Linked DNA regions of Mus musculus: region 2 is linked to region 1. The links are chromatin contacts, called in public Hi-C maps. All regions are on one chromosome and are shown on one strand. Each heading gives the region's core, a stretch centred on a gene start, on an enhancer-like site or on the middle of the called end of the contact. The rest is flanking DNA. Distances are from core to core; before and after follow the strand shown. Region 1 overlaps Tnr (tenascin R). Region 2 overlaps Tnr (tenascin R).

Region 1 (2,935 bases), core at 267-2,766:
GAGTCAGTTTTATTTTGGTCCGTGACTTTAAAGGCTCAGCTCCTGCTCCCGTGGTGGCTTCTTTTCTGAGTTTGTGATGGGGTGAAGTATCACTGAGGCAGAGGCACGTGGAGGAGGAGGCCATTTACCTCATGGTGAACAGGAAGTAGACAAAAGGGGTGGGACTGAGAGCCAGCCTTTCTGGAACTACTTCCTCACACTGGGATTTGCCTCCTGGAGTTTTTGGAACCTTTCAAATTAATGCTGTCACCTGGGAGCCAAGTATTAACATGTGAGTCTATGGGAAGCTACTTCACATTCAAATGGTAACAGAAAGAAACCTTTAGTCTCTTCTGTCTCTTTCTTTTTAACGCTACTTTATTTTTATGGATATGTACAGACCACAGAAATGTAATCTGCTGCTGCTGGCCTGGCATGCACCTTTTTTGTCTATGGATGTGTGTGCGTGTGCTGTGTGCATACTCCTATAGAGGTCAGAGGTCAGTCTTGGGTGTCACTCCTCAGGAACTATCTATATTATTATTATTATTATTATTATTATTATTATTATTATTATTATTATTATTATATATAAGGACCAGAGGATCGTATCGCCAATTCAGCTAGTCTGGCTGGCCAAGGAGCCCCAGGGATCCTCTTGTCAACCCTGAGTGCTGGGGTTAGAAGCCTATGCTCCCATGCCAGTTTGAGATTGAATTCGGGTCTTTACACTTGCACAGCAAGCAGTTCATTCCCTCTTTTGCTTGCAGCTCTTAATAAACAAGTCAAGCTTTTAGAAATGAGAAAACATTTTCTCAATTAAACAGCAAGTCAAAAAGCCTAAATTCTTTTGGCAATTGAAAGCATGAGACTTCAAGCCTGTTGCCCATGTTCAGAGTTTATTCTCCTCTCTCTCTCTCTCTCTCTCTCTCTCTCTCTCTCTCTCTCTCTCTCCCTCCCTCCCTCCCTCCCTCCCCCCCTTCCTCCTTCTCACCTCTCTTCCCCCTTCCTCTCTCTCCCCCTTCCTCCCTCCTTTGCTCTTGCTGTTCTCAATCCCCTCCCTTTTTCATTGTTTAGTCTGATTTTTTAACTTCCTACTTGTGGACAAAGAATGGTTTCTGAGGCAAGAAAGGCTTTTGTCTCTGCACAGTCAGGGAGGTGTGCAGAACTCAAGGGAAAATTCCTCAGTTAATAGCACCAAATTTTCGTCCTAACACATGTAATGTGGAGCCAATTATGCATCTATCGTGTAAGCTTGTTATGAGGATTTAATGAGAGAATCCTGGAGAAACACTTAACACACAGGCTGGGCAGTATGTGCTAAGGGCTCAGTACATGTTTCCCGTTGTAACAGGCATTTAGTATCCCTATTGCGCCCTGCGGCTTCTTTCCTGTCCACTGGGGGAGGGGGGGGCGGGGAGAGGGGAGGGGGGAAAGGAAACAAACCCCAGGATTCAGCCACACCCCTCTTGGCAAGCCACACCCTCCTCTTCAGCCACGCCCTTCCCCTAGCAGAGGTGGTTTAGAAACTACTATAGAGTACCAGTGACCACAGCTGTTCTGAAAGCAACAGAGGAAGCTGATGAGTCACATGTCCTCTGATGTAGGAAGCCGGTAAGATACTTCTACATTCAAGGTTCCTCATGTTTAGCTGGTGACCCCTGAATGTCCCCAGTGGACCTGTAGCACAAGATAGACCTGGAGCGGTTCCTATCCCTAAGGCAGGCAGAGGTGCATGGGAAAGAAACGCAGTGTGGCTCTAAGCTAATAGGCTTTCTTCTACATCTAGAAAAGACTGGCCCGTCACTGTATCCACTGTAGGCAGCCCAGGAAATGCTACAGCGGCTTGGAAACACATCAGACATTTCTGGAGTCAAGGAAGACGTGGCTCTGATACCTGAGGGTCAATTTTTATAAGTCCCTGACTTCTGACACGTTGATCAGCCTGCTGATGTCGCTACTTGCTGACGTATTTAAGTGACAGTTAATCATAGGAGGTTCTACAAAGGCTTTAAACCTTTGACTTCAACAGTAAGGACCCAGTGGAACTGTAGAAAACACTGGAAAGTGTTGCCTGCCTAAGCAGCCTGACCTTATTCCATTTGCAGACCTCCACTGAACCAGCCAGAGAAACCTTATCTGCTCAGGGAGCTTTGCTGTCCTTTTCCCTCTCACACAGATGCAAACAAGTGTTTACAAAGGAGCGCATACATGCACACATATGTACAAATACACATTCATACACATACATGTACACACAAATACACACAGGCGCACACACAGGTATCTCTACCCACAGCAATGTCTATAGGGCATGCCACACTTGGGGTATCTCATGGAAAGCTAATCCTACACAATCCCTTTGGGCATCAGCCTCTTCTTTTCCTTCTTTCCCTATCTCTTCTGCAAGTATCAGAGTCTTGAATATATTGGGTGGCTCTGTAGACCATTTAGGAGAAATTTACATTTTGTGCTGGATCAGCATTAAATGAGCCCTGAAAACTAGATACTCATGGCAGCCACACATCCCCTAAAATGACATTTGTGAAGATATAGGTGCATGGCGGAGCAAAACAACACGGCTGTAAGGAAATAGAGAGGCTTCCCTGATGTGCCAGAGAAAGCAGGGGCTCTCCCCTCTGCTACTTAGCACACTGGGTGCTCACTGAACTGGGTTTACTTTGTGAAGTCACAGGAGAGAATGGGGTTTTGTTACCTTGTATTTGAGACCTGCCTGCCTGCCAGGGTTTCTCTCCTCTTGGCTTCCTACTTTGTAGCCCCAGGAGCCTCATACTTTCTGCTTATACTTTTCAGCTTCAGCTGAAGCCTCACGGTACTCAGAGTTGCTTTCTGAGTAGCTGCTCATCCGTCCATGCATGCTCCCTGTGGCACCAGCTCTCCATTTTCTTCCCCTGCTCACTTCTTCCTGGAGTACCCTCCCTCTTCCCCAGGACTC
Region 2 (2,935 bases), core at 182-2,681, 77 kb before region 1:
TGTTTTGAATTTTATTCATAATCTGTGCTTTCAAAAACGTCTTTAAATTCAACTCCTATTAGAGTCTATGGTTGGATGATTTCTGAGATGTGTACCATCTCCTGAAGGAGCTGTCATTCTACAAGTTTTAAGATTATTGTGATGACTTGAAAAGAACAACCGGAGACACTTCTGAGCGTGGCACAGTGACTGGAAGTTACCAGAACCAGTCTGACTAACTTGAAAGATGACAGGGTGGCTTGGTGTGCTGCTGAGTTTCTGCTTTTGTGATGTCTGCTGCCTGTGGCCAAGAATCACACGAGTTAGCTTTTGGGCTGAGTCACAACACTCTTATCTTGGGAACACGATATTCTCGAAATCCTTTTTATGATTTTCAATGAGAAAATATGGCAGAATTTTCAGGCTTTCTTGGCTGAATGGTCATTACTTCTGGTCAATGTTTATCCACTGCCTGCTTTAATGATCACTGACAAAACATAGTGCATCTACCAGAAGGAGGGAGACTACGAAAGGTACCTTTTTATGTTTCTGAATGACGTTTTGGTCACTGTGTTAATAGATAATGTTTTGGCGCTTGTAAGAGTATTTACAAAGCAGTGAGGACTCCTTAGGCACACTCTCCTCCTTCAGAAATCACCATCTCTAGGGAAATTTAGCAGCGTTGGGATATCCAGGTGTTCGCTTAATGAGGCAGGCTGAATGTTTTCCTATGTGTAGTGGAAACTGTGGTTTAACTAGAAGGTTCTCGATGTTGAGGATAGAAACTGATGGCTGTGCCTTCCACTGCCATCTAGAGCAAATCTGTGCTAATCCTATGTGATATACTTGCTTAAGGACCAGAGAAGGGAGGCTAGTGGAGTTACAGAAAAGGAGCCCTATCTTCAGGCTTATCCAAAGAGCCAGTTTTCTGAAAAAAGGCATGGTAGGAGACTTTCTCCTCCCTATTTTTCATATTAAAGCCCATCTCTTTTCCCCACCTTCCTTCTGTGAAGGGGCCTGAGGACACAGAGGACATTTCCTACAGGAGAACAAGAACTACATAGTGTTCCTGAAAGCAGCTGGGGATGCCACAAAGGGTCACCTTCACCTCTACTGCCTTCATACAGGTGATGGACTTAGAGCCTTTTCCCTGGAGCAAAGGCAATACACCTATGGGGTGGCTGTATATGATGAATAATCCACCCCTAGTTTCCTGAAACTGGAATAACAATGCTTTTCTGAAGTTTCCTCAACCCCCAAGACTTAAAGAGATCCTATGATTCAAATGTTTGCTGTGGAATCTGTCTCCATCATGCGTCTTTGAAAGGGCGCTCTTCGTAGAGGAAGTTCCATGAACATTCTGAACCTGAACGAGCAAGACTCCTCCTCAAGTGTGACTCACCAAACTCCTATAATTAGAAAGAACAGTCTGTGGGGAGAGAAACCACAACTTGTCCTGAAGGACACAGTGAGTCAGAGGAGCCAAAGAATGGCGTCTCAGGCCCCGGAGCCAGTATCCACTGTATGCGCTGGAGTGATTTCACTCTGCTTCCTGTGTTTGTTTCAAGGCTGCTGCTTATGTCCTGAGCCGACACCCAGCAAGGGAGCCATGTTTACCTGTGTGCACCAGGGTGCAGATGCGTTCACTCTCCTCCCTGCCCCGTACACTGTTGAGGCTTATTTCATATTCAGTAGCTGGATACAGCCTGGTGATGGCGAACTCTGTCACGGTGTTGGGCACTACGGAGCTGTCTAGCCGTCCCACTGAGGAAGAACAAAATCCATCACTAAACGTTCAACAGCTCTCTTATCAGTGGGTCCATGGCTCAGTGTACATTGGGACAGTGGGTCATGAGGCACAGATGGGTGTGGGCTCAGCATGCAATAGGGAAGGGAAGGCAGATACATGACTCATAAATGATAATGGTGGAGTTTAAATAGATCTTATACGCTGGCCTCACTCTTTCATCTTATGGGCTTTTTAGAACAAAAGTAAATGAGCTATTTATTATGTAGGTTTCTATCAGACCGGTCTTCTCTGAGGCGGGCATATCAGTATAGTGGAAGTGGAGTGGGCAGAGCCACCGCAAAAAGTGCCCTATGCAGCCCAGAGAAAGGTAGCCTGGAAAACTGTCCTACCTCTGGCTGGAAGTGAACATTCTCTCTACTTTGTTAACAATGCCTCATATACCAGCAAGAACTGGCAGTATGCAGGCAAGCTCTCGGCCAACTTCTCTGACTCATACATTGGCTACAATGGCAGAATTAGGATCACTGTGGTTCCCTTCAGGGCTCCATGTGGCTCTGCTGGGTCTTTATCCATATCCAGGATTCTAGTCTTAGACTTTATGCTCAGCATAGTATGTGTAGCACTGGCTCTTGGTAAAGCCATCTAGGCCTCACTTCATTGTTTTTCATTGCGCAGCCTAGCTAACGGTGTCCAGTTATTTCCCATGGTAAAGTGTTTGGCTCTCTTGATGATATTTTGAGAGCCTATTTTGAGAGAAGTTGGTGAACTCATGGTTTCTCTGTTGTTCTTCATCAATACACTCTCATTTTGAGGAAGTATGGTATGAGGGTGTATGCTGTGTAGTTGTGATCATGCACCCATAATAATCTCTAATCAACTTCAAGCCTTATTTATGTTTGAGAAACAAAATCATATCATTACCTTGGGTGGGTCGGTACGATACTCGGTAGTAATCAAAAGGCGCAACAGGAGAGCTCCAGGACACCGTCAGGGAGTCCTTAGTCACGTTGCTAATTGTGATGTTTTTGGGAGGATCAATTCCTACAAAGATCAGAGAGTTGTGGGGAAAAGACAGAAGCACAGTTTGAAAGTGGAATATCTATCTATTTCTAGATTTCTGTTGATCCACTAGTGTCCCTCAGGCAGGCATGACCCTACATAACTAACTGGGCATCCCTAACATGACAGTCTGTGTGATGTCACACT

Evidence for each region. Hi-C and Micro-C count contacts between places; a contact is called where the count stands out from the background.
Region 2: a contact with region 1 is called in a Hi-C map of bone marrow-derived macrophages, with 2.7 times the contacts expected there. The contact joins two enhancer-like sites. A contact is called at or near these places in 1 of 39 promoter capture datasets (hippocampal neurons), 1 of 15 datasets of contacts at CTCF or cohesin (the NIH/3T3 cell line), 5 of 484 Hi-C or Micro-C datasets (the HPC-5 cell line, Th2 cells, bone marrow-derived macrophages and 2 more) and 2 of 115 datasets of contacts at active chromatin or transcription factors (both in bone marrow-derived macrophages).

What each region holds. Positions count from the first base shown.
Region 1 is chr1:159,811,527-159,814,461 of GRCm38.p6, reverse strand. All of the region lies in intron 2 of Tnr (tenascin R), which reads right to left. Among named protein-coding and RNA genes, the nearest start is that of Gm31348, 29 kb to the right of the region's middle. Within about 2 kb of position 1,516, at least 104 of the 459 cell types and tissues checked have an H3K27ac peak or open chromatin away from gene starts, as enhancers often do. A contact at or near this core is called in Th2 cells and bone marrow-derived macrophages, where this site is marked.
Region 2 is chr1:159,888,092-159,891,026 of GRCm38.p6, reverse strand. Tnr (tenascin R) reads right to left here. Exons shown (of 23, transcript NM_022312.3): 13 at 2,651-2,770; 14 at 1,597-1,743. Among named protein-coding and RNA genes, the nearest start is that of Gm31348, 110 kb to the right of the region's middle. Within about 2 kb of position 1,431, at least 113 of the 459 cell types and tissues checked have an H3K27ac peak or open chromatin away from gene starts, as enhancers often do. A contact at or near this core is called in Th2 cells and bone marrow-derived macrophages, where this site is marked.